Regions from separate parts of the Danio rerio genome. Here region 1 is linked to region 2. Evidence: chromatin contacts called from public HiCAR-type data. All regions are on one chromosome and are shown on one strand. The core of a region is the stretch at or near the end of the contact, and the rest is flanking DNA. Distances in the headings are between cores, read along the strand shown. Region 1 overlaps raraa (retinoic acid receptor, alpha a). Region 2 has its middle 59 kb from the start of top2a.

What was found. HiCAR-type assays count read pairs that join an accessible place to other places.
Region 1: a contact with region 2 is called in a HiCAR-type map of caudal fin, with 14 times the contacts expected there. The contact joins two enhancer-like sites. A contact is called at or near these places in 4 of 18 Hi-C or Micro-C datasets (caudal fin, embryo, hematopoietic stem cells and 1 more) and 1 of 4 datasets of contacts at active chromatin or transcription factors (caudal fin).

Annotation. Positions count from the first base shown.
Region 1 is chr12:11,703,032-11,708,833 of GRCz12tu, reverse strand. It overlaps raraa (retinoic acid receptor, alpha a), which reads right to left. Exons shown (of 8, transcript NM_131406.2): 5 at 5,111-5,287; 6 at 2,854-3,058. Among named protein-coding and RNA genes, the nearest start is that of vps35l, 16 kb to the left of the region's middle. Within about 2 kb of position 2,598, at least 12 of the 62 cell types and tissues checked have an H3K27ac peak or open chromatin away from gene starts, as enhancers often do.
Region 2 is chr12:11,317,060-11,322,329 of GRCz12tu, reverse strand. No RefSeq gene overlaps it. Among named protein-coding and RNA genes, the nearest start is that of top2a, 59 kb to the right of the region's middle. Within about 2 kb of position 2,154, at least 6 of the 62 cell types and tissues checked have an H3K27ac peak or open chromatin away from gene starts, as enhancers often do.

The sequences.
Region 1 (5,802 bases), core at 1,349-3,848, 390 kb before region 2:
CAGAAATGTTAAAATCATCTTTAACCTCAACATTAAAATAATGTAATAGATTCTTTTTGCAGTGTAACACTATCAAACTGAACATTTCCCCTCATAATTGTTCTTCATGAATAAAACAAATCTTGAAGTTGAAAACTGAATGAACAATTACATAAATAAAATTAAAGTATATACTTTATACAACAATTTATATACTAAAATATTATTTCAATTACAAATTATTTATAAATTCATGTCAGCATTTAAGGTTACACTTTACCAGAGGGATCATTCGTTATTAATTACTAATTCTTTAAGTAAGAACAATCATTCATTACACATTTTTTGCATTTGTAACAGTACAGGGATATATAAGTACACCCCTGATAAATCTCTCTTTTAAATTAATATTTTTAGTTGGATGCTATTCAATATTATTTTCGTGCATATACATTAGATTGGTCAGTACTGAAGCCAAATCTAGAGCTTGTCTAACAAAATAACTAACGATAACGGTCCAAAAACGAGTAAAACCAAATTTATGTTATAGAAAAATAATTCATATAAATTTTAAAAAGACAAATGAAAAGAAGCAAGAAAATAGAAAAATTTAGTAGAAATTTTGTAGGTTGTAATTTATTTTTTCAATATTTTACCTATATTTTGTTGCATTATCGTTTAATTTCTAAATATATTTGGTGGCTAAAATATTATTTTAATAAATATATCTGTTTAATAAATCTGTTTTGTTTAAATGTACCAAAATACATTGCCTATGTTCACTAAGAAAAGGAGAAAAATATTAATTTTCAAAATAGGGTTTTATCAATTACGCTGAGCACTGTAAATATGGTTTTCACATCAACATATGTTATCGTTTACATTTTAATTTTTTTTTTTTTTTTGCGTAAAATGACAATTAGTCAAAAATGACAAACATGTTTCATCTATTTTTACAGAATAAAGTTTAACTTATATTTAAGATATTTGCAAAAGTTGATGAGGCAATCCTGAGCTAAAAATTATTTTGCTGTTTGTTCAAACTACTTATTTAAAATCAGTTAAATTTATTTATTATTACAATTTTTGAAGTTTTAAGTTTAACTTAATATGTGTAAATCTACTTAAATTATGAAGTTAATTGATTTGTGTTGGGAAAACATGATGTCAATCACATCCAATGAAAATATGTGTTAATCTGACCAACTGTCAAAGAAACTGCAATGTTTTTAAATTGAAAATGTGAAGAAATGCTATCCGACCTACAGTCGAAGTCAGAATTATTAGCCTCCGATTAGAGCTTTTTCTTTTTTAAATATTTCCCAAATGATGTTTAACAGAGCAAGGAAATTTTCACAGTATGTCAGATAATATTTTTTCTTTTGAAAAAAAATCTAATTTGTTTTATTTCGGCTAGAATAATAAACACTTTAAGGTCAATATTATTAGCCCCATTAAGCAATATATTTTTCGATAGCCTACAGAGCAAACCATCATTATACAATAACTTGCCTAATTAACCTAACCGGCCTAGTTAATCTAATTAACCTAGTTAAGCCTTTAAATGTCACTTTAAGCTGTATAGAAGTGTCTTGAAAAATATCTAGTCAAATATGATTTATTGTTATGATGGCAAAGATAAAATAAATCAGTTATTAGAGATACAATATATATATATTGCAAATATCCTAAATATAAGTTAAACTTTATTCTGTAAAAATAGAAACATGTTTGTCATTTTTGACTAATTTTCATACATTCATTCATTTTCTTTTCGGCTTTATCCCTTTATTAATATGGAGTTGCCACAGCGGAATGAACCCTCAACTTATCCAGCATATGTTGTACGCAGCGGATGCTCTTCCATCTGCAACCCATCACTAGGAAACTTGACTAATTGTCATTTTATGCAAAAATAAAATAGTTGTAAATGATAACATGTAGATGTGGAAACCATATGCAATAAATGTGTAATGAATTATCGTTCTTTCTTATGAGAATAATTTGTTTCTAGAGATATGCTAGATTCATTAATTTGGCTTTGAGTAAATGTTAATATTCGTTCTATTATATACAGTTAAAGTCAGAATTATTTGCCCCCCAGTTGATTTTTTCCGCCACTTTTGTTTAACAGAGAGAAGATTTTTGTCAACACATTTCGAACATAATAGTTTTAATAACTCATCTCTTATAACTGATTGATCTTATCTTCGCCATGAACACAGCAAGTAATATTTGACTAGATATTTTTCAAGATTTTTCAAGCAACAACTGACTCGGACAGAATAATAATTAATAATATTAATTAGTAGTATTTTCATTGTAATTTAAACTACCCCTTCAACATATACAGTACAATAAGAAACAAAAAGAAGGAGCTTTGATACTCTGGGGAAGAATATCTGAGTGCATCAATTACATCAGGTTTCCACTTTTTTGTTGTGCTTGAATATTAAAGCGGTCACTGATATGGCCCCCTGCCAATTTGTGTTTTAGACCCCTGATCTAGAGAAACTGTATTTTTTTTATATATAACCAAAATGCATCACTGTAAAGAGTTTGAATGCAATACCGCCACCAAACACTGTGAGGCACTAGACCGCCACGTATCAATAGATATTGATATGCATATAAAACTCCATTATATAACACTGGCACAGTATGTTAGACTGTTTACATGACATTCATGTATTCAGAAAATGCCCCACCACCCACTAAACTGCACCACGAGGTCTACAGTTTCAAAAAGGCATACAAAATACAATGTACACAAGTATAAAAGCATAGCATGCTATTTAGTCTTATAAAAACACAACTATATGTAAGTATATTTTATAACAACCCATATCTGTGTTAAAGTGTGTGTCTGTGTACCTCCACACAGCAGACATATAGCACTGAGCAGTCCCGTCTCAGCGTCATCCATCTCTAGCGGTAGTAGCTGATTAGCGAAAGCGAACACCAGGTCTGTTAGCGGACCGAAGCCTGCGTTGTGCATCTGTGTTCGGTTGAGTGTTAAACCATCAGAGAACGTCATGGTGTCCTGCTCGGGCGTGTAGCGGGTGCAGATCCTCAGAATCTAAAACACAGAAACACAAGGGAGACTTACAGCACCATTTTTAACTGGCAGAGACACAGTGATGATCGAACATAGATCAACAACATTTCTAAAAAAGAATTAAGATTTTTTATTTTTTTTTTAAAGTCGTGTAGACAAGAAATAGCATGCTTAAAATTAATATATAATCTATAATTTAATCCAGGGGTGCTCCAAATGACTTTGGTCCTCTAAAGTTCTGCTCCAACCCTGATCAAACACACCTGAACCAATTACTTAGGACCTGAAAAACCCTTCATAAGTACAGGTAAGTGTGTTTGATATGGGTTGCAACTGAAATCTGCAGGAAGGTAGAGCTCTAGGATCAGGGTTGGTCACTCCTGATTTAATCTGTAGTCTTTAAACTTAAGCGAAATCTAATCGATTTGTTTTTTTCTAAGAATTTTTTTATTGGTATTTTGGTATATTTATTGCAGTTCTGAGACATTTTGGTTTTCATCATTTATGAACCACAAAATAATATATTTGAACAGCTTTAAACTGACACAAAGGAAAGTAAATTAAGACATTTCTTTTTACTAATATAAAAATAGCATTTTATTTTAATTAAATTAATTCAATTAATGAGCTGAAATTGATAGCTCTAAATATAATATAATATAATATAATATAATATAATATAATACAATATAATATAATATAAGATAAGATAAGATAAGATAAGATAAGATAAGATAAGATAAAATAATATAATATAGTCAAATATATTAAAGTATAACATAATATAGTCTAATATAATATAATATTATATAAGATAGTCTTATATAATATAATATAATATAATATAATATAATACAATATAATATAAGATAAGATAAGATAAGATAAGATAAGATAAGATAAGATAAGATAAAATAATATAATATAGTCAAATATATTAAAATATAACATAATATAGTCTAATATAATATAATATTATATAAGATAGTCTTATATAATATAATATAATATAATATAATATAATATAATATAATATAATATATTATAATAAAATATAATATAATATAATATAATATAATATAATATAATATAATATAATATAATATAATATAATATAATATAATATAATATAATATAATATAATATAATATAATACAGGGTAAATTTGGATGTTTATCATTTATGTACCAAAATAAAAAAAAAAATAAAAAAATGGTAACACTAAAATATGGGACATGTAGTTAATGTAATTACTAACATGAATAAACAACAAACAGCACATTTATCAAAGTATTAATTCATTTTTGTAAATATTGGTAATTGAAAATACAGTAGTTCATTGTTAGTTCATGATAATGCATTACTAAACATTGAACTATGGTTAGTAAATTCTGTACAAGCATTGTTCACGTTAGTAAATACAAAATCTAACTTTAACTAGGTGGCCCATATTGTAAAGTGTTATATGCGGTAAATAAATGTTGACAAATTAAAATTATAATAATACAGAAATATCCAGTTATTTTGTTTAATGACATTTTCCCCCATAACTAAATGAATGAGTTAAAACAGCCCCAAATATAATATAATATAATATAATATAATATAATATAATATAATATAATATAATATAATATAATATAATATAATATAATATAATATAATATACAAAAATTATGTTATTTCTACTGAAATAATACATAAGCATTTATAATGCATATAAATTATATATATTTATATACAAAGTCAAGTAATACACTAGATATAAAATCAATACATTCAATTTGCTTTTGTCAAACACAACAAAATACTATTAATATACATCAGTCGAAGAATTTAAAGTAAATTAGGTGTACTTATCTTTCTATTATTTGTTTTCCTAATCTGCAATAAACAGAAAGCTTAAAAGATTTAGATTTCACTATGAATGCACATTCCATACAATAAGTGATCTTTTTTCACAAAGGAGAGCCTGTAAGGTTTGAACTTACAACCTTGAAAAGTCCTAAGGTGTTTAACCAATGCACCCTTTAGCTTTGACCTTTGAGTGTGCAGATCTGGGCTTGTTCTCACCAGTATGTCGAGGCAGGCGGCCTTCAGCAGGGTGATCTGGTCTGCGATGGTAAGGGTGGTGAACCCTGGCAGCTGCTTAGCAAACTCCACTGTCTTTATGATACACTTTGTGGAGAGTTCGCTAAACTTATCCCATAAATCCACATCCAGGGCCACACGCCGCTCCGAGCTATTACTCTACACACAAAGAGAGAGAGAGAGAAAGAGAGAGAGATGCAAATCAGGTAGTGCAGTACACAAATATGAAAAATAAGCCTATTCTGCTCATTAAAGCATTTATTCATTCATCATTTGATTAGTCCCTTTAATTCTAAAATTCCCCTTGGCAAATTTATTGTAATACGGATGGGTATATATTCAGCCCACAGTCCTCAATCTAGTTTGGTTTTTGGCCCTTTAAAGGAAAAAGTTTGGGCACCCATGATCTAATCTGATTTAATGATTTATCCTAAGCTAAGCTAAAAGTGTTCAACTCTCTCTTTCTCAGCCTCTTGTTTATGATTAGTTATTTCACATTACAGGCAATAAAGAATAAAAAATAATTTTTGCCATAAATGTGAAATTACTGAACCTACATACAAAAGCCTACTGTTAGAAAAATTTCATTTTAGAAGAAAATCTCAGATGGCACTTGGAGGTTTTTGCATCTGAACTGTATTTTCAGTGTAACAGTTATATCAAATAAAAGCCAT
Region 2 (5,270 bases), core at 905-3,404:
ATATATACATATAATATTTATATAAAAATGTAATATTTAATTTTTTATATCTGTCAAAGGTGGGTGGCATTGTGGTAGAGATCTGCGCAGAACTAAATTTTGAATCCCGCCCGCACCCGCCAGGTTTTAGCCCGAACCCGACCGCTCCCGCTTGTATTTTCCCGCCCCGTTTTCTGCCCGCCACGCCCGATCCCGCTAAAGAGCGGGGCAGAACAAAACCGAAAATAACCCAGCTATACAGTCCAGACGGCCAAGCTGTCTGTATAAACACACACACAGCACCAAGCACACACACACAGACAAAGCTCTCTCTCTCTCTCTCTCATACGCGCGCGCGCACTAACACACACAAGCACCAAGCACACACACAGGCAAAGCTCTCTCTCTCTCTCTCTCTCATTCGCATAGCAATATACGCGATATTGCTAGACAGCCCGCTCCCATCCCAAATTAAACCTGTTACCGACCGCTCCCGCGATTTATACAGAAATTTATGCAGACCTCTACATTGTGGCCCAGTGGTTAGCACTGTTGCCACATTGCAAAAACGTCACTGGTTCTAGTCCTTACCAAGCCAGCCAATGTTTCTGTGCGGAGTTTACACATTCTCTCTGTGCTCACATGGGTTTTCCCCATGTTTCCTGGTTTCCTCCCACCACCCCAAAAACATGCAAATTAAGTTAATTGACTAATCCAAATTAGCACCATAGACATGCTCCTAGTAAGTAGTTATCTCTTAAGAGCAATCACTATCTGTTAATTAGCTACTACAGCAGGGGAGTTCTTGAGATCTACCTGAACTCAAACTCCCCTCTGGCCTTGCAAATGGGAGGGAGCCCCGGGCTTGCGGATCTTATGAGCTCAGGGCTCTCTCCTGGGACAGCATGCCAAACAAGCTTGACAATCAATCCTCAGCTAAGTGTGAACTCTTGAAAGAAAGATTTCTGCTCAGTATACACTACAGTTAAATGTATTATGTTTTAAGTTAAACATGCACATATAATTTGTGTTTGCTTTTACATTGTTTATCTGCAAACTTTTTATCTCACATTAGAACTATATGTTTTATTTATTGATTTATTTATTTATTTAAATAATTTATATGAAAATCAACATATGAATTGTATTTATTTATTATTTGTATTTATTTATTTATTTTTACTTATTTCTGTAAGCTTTCTTTTAATTATTCAGCTTTTTTTGGCTTGCTGTAATAATTTGCTTGGTTGTTTGCTTTGTTGTTGTTTTTGGATCCTACATAAATTCTTTATTTTCTTTAACCTTATTTTGTAATCTTGTTTTCATTACATATAGATAAATGCTTTTATTCATATAAAGTCTTGGATTTCATTTTAATTTCTCAGATCAATAATACATTAATTGTACTGATAATAAAAAGAAGATTAGAAGGTATAGTAATTTCAACACATTGGGTTAATTTAATGTAATGTAATAAAGTTAATATATGTCTGGATTTAACAGACAGAATTTATTATTTAATTTGATTTATTTGTTCTAATAGAACAAAACTAAATTATTCATTAAATCCGCACAAATGTGTGTGTATGTGTGCAGGAATAAAGTTGTCTCCTTTTTTCATGACACACTATTACATCACGGTAGGAGACCTCTGAAAGTTTTACATCCTCCTCAGAGCAGAGTATGCGACAGCTGAGGAAGACAAGACACTGAGCCGCTCATCCTAATACAGGCTCCCAGCAGCCCTCAGTGCCTCTTTATCTAACAAATCGTCACCCTATCCCCTCTATCAAGACCTAACATTATCTCTCAATATCTTTCTCTCCCACTGTTTGGTCTCTGCTGTTTTTTTTTTTTTTTTTTAGTCTGGCTTTCATCAGTTGTAGAAGCTAACAGCCAGAGAGACATCTGAAGACTGACATTTGAAAAAAAAAAAAGAGAAAAAGAAAGAAAAAAAGACCAGACAGGAGTAACTCACCAACTGAACTCCCACGGGTGTATGTCTGTGTTGTCCCATTGGCTTTAATGTGTTGTATCTTTATGAACACTCTATGTCAGTCAGGTAGATGGAAACAATGATTTCACATTCTTCTAGTCGAATGAATCCTATGCTAGAGATGAGCGCTGAATGATAGACACACACAGACAGATAATCAATGGTCTCCTGTCAGAGTTCACGATCAGAGAAAACAACACTGCCATCTAGTGTCAGAGTTTAACTCAAACATAAAGCGCCTGTCATTAATCTTGATACATTTTGAGACAGTTTTTAGATAATTGACACACAGTATCCCCAGGCATGGGCAGTATTTCTGATACAATTATTTTAAATGCAAACTAGTATTTTGTCATTGGTTTATAATTTGTATCAAAAGTCTTCTCACATTGCAAAATATCTCTGGCCCAGCTCTGGCTCACACAATCAGCCTTTGCTTGGCCCACATGCCATAGTGAATAATGGCACATGATTGGACCAAATCTGGCTTCCAGACAAAGGACAAACATGGACCAGATCTGGGCCGAGTCTCAGCCAAGTTAATAATTCATAACTGAGCCTGAACTGGGCCAGATATGTTGGTGTGTCACAACTGCAATGAAATTGATAAACCCATGGATCATTGTAGGCATGCAATTAGTGTGCTTTTTCTCGAAGTGACCTGATTGGTAAACTTTTTTTCTTTTTCTGAAAAAAATAAAAACATATTTTAAATGTGGGTCAAGATAGGTCAAACTTACATGGCCCTCATATCAACTATTAACATCTGGGCCAAATAATACATTTAACATCTGGCTCAAGTATTCCCTAGTAGCAAAGAATTCTGGCCCAGATTTGGCATAAAGCTGGCACAGCAGGCATTCATCCGGCACTGGCTTACAGCATCTGGGCCAAACATGGCCCGGGTTTGGCAGAGGTGGCACCGTCTTTAAGGCGGCACACAAGATTTGGGCCAGATGAAAAACGTAGTATTTGGCCCAGATTAAATAATTTGATAAGTGGGCCATTTGAGTTTGGCCAGTCTTGACCCACATTTAAAATACACTAAAATCATTTTTGAGTAAAGAAAAAAAAATTCTACCAATCAGGTCACTTTGAGAAAAAGCGTGCCCATAGTGTGCCTAAAGCGCATCACTCCATGGGTTTATCAATTTAATTGCAATCGTGACACACCAACCTATCTGGCCCAGTTCAGGCCTAGTTATGAGTTATTAACTTGGCTGAGACTTGGCCCAGATATGGTCCATGTTTGTCCCTTGTCTGGAAGCCAGATTTGGTCCAATCATGTACCATTGTAATTCACTGCGGCATGTGGGCCAAGCAAAACCTGATTGTGTGGGCCAGAGCTGGGCCAGAGAAATTTTGCTATGTGGGTTATGTGCCTTCTTAAAGACGGTGCCACCTCTGCCAAACCAGGGCCATGTTTGACCCACATACTCTGTGCCAGTGCCAGATGAATGCCTTTTGTGCCAGATTTATGCTAAATCTGGGCCAGAACTCTTTGCTACCTGGGTTTAGTGTCTTGTATTTTGTATTTTTAAAATACTGTAAAGAACTTTTTAAGAAGTCTACAGTACGTGATGACATTATAAAAATGCAGCCTCAGATTTATGCTTTCTCAGTTATTTGCCTAGGCTTGAGATCAGAATAGAAAATTAAGAAGGCGGTCAATGCTTAGAGTGTAGATGGAAATTTTGCAACACACAAAGAAGCAACAGAAGTCAACAATCAATGAAAATAGTATCCTGTACAATGCTAAGACAGTAGCTTAAAATGACAGTATAGTGTACAATTTGGCGTCAGCATCTTTGCTTAAGAAATGAGATGGAATAAAGTATTAGTCCTTAAGAACAGGACGTGGAGTCTTCAGCACATAATCATTCTCAGTCTCAGTGCTGCAGGTGGAAATGCAGAGGATGTTTAGAGTAATAAAACACCTAAAGACTGTACTTATATTCACTAAGGAAGCAGACTGGGACTCTTACACTTAAAGAAGAACTGAAACAATCTTGGAAGACTGAGTATACTGGGCAAATAATAGTAGTTTTGGATGGATTGCTGATGTAGAGGCCAAGAAAATAAGACAAACAACATACAAATAAGTCATCATGGAAAAGATAAAATAAATTAGTTATTATAACTGAGTTAATAAAACTTTTATGTTTAGAAATGTTGTTGAAAAAATCATCTCTCGTTTAAACAGGAATTGGGGGAAAAAATAAACAGGGGTGCTAATAATTCCGGAGGGCTAATAATGCTGACTTAAACTGTGTGTGTGTGTGTGTGTGTGTGTGTGTGTGTGTGTGTGTGTGTGTGTGTGTGTGTGTGTGTGTGTGTGTGTGTGTGTGTGTGTGTGTGTGTGTGTGTGTGTGTGTGTGTGTGTGTGTAGTTTACATACACTGTATAAAAAGGCACATAAACATTTTTAAAAAGTGAGATGTTAATGTGACTAAACGTTTTCTTTTTTTTTTTTAGGTAAGTTAGGATTATCAAATTTGTTACTGTTATGCTTAATAGCAGAATAATGAGACAGATATTTTTTGAGAAATTGTTATAACTTTTCTTGAAAGTCACGTTTATATACAATAAGATTATTATGCCTCTGAAAAAAGCTCAGATGATGATATCAAGGGAAGTTTCTGATTGGCTAATTGACAACATTTGAGTTAATTGGAGGCACAACTGTAGAATAGTATTTAAGGAAAACCTGGGAAAATCAACAATCCAGAATCAACAAAAAAGCCAGATTACAATTTGCTAAATTACACTGGGAAAAAGAATAATTTTTGGAGAAATGTCCTGTGGTCTGATGGATTTAAGTACTAAGAATTGGTTGGCCATAATAACCAGTGTTACATTTAAAGGACAAAGGGGAAAGCTTACATATAGGAGCACCATCCCAACTATGAAGTATGGGGGCGGCAGCATCATGTTGTGGGGCTGTTTTGCTGCAGGAGGGATTGATCCACTTCACAGCATAGATGGCATCATGTCTCCAGACATCAGCCAGGAAATTAAAACTTGGCCACAAAAGGGTATTCCAAACAGACCATGGCCCTAAGCATACTACCAAATAAGTTAAAAGGTGCTTTAAGGACAACAGAGTGGATGTTTTGGAGTGGCCATCACAAAGCCCTGACCTCAATCCAATAGAAATCTTGTGGGCAGAGTTGAAAAAGCTTGTGCGAGCAAGACAGCCTACAAATCTGACTTAGTTACACTAATTCTGTTAGGAGGAATGGGCCAAAATTCCTTCAAACTATTGTGGGAAGCTTGTGGAAGGATACCCAAAACA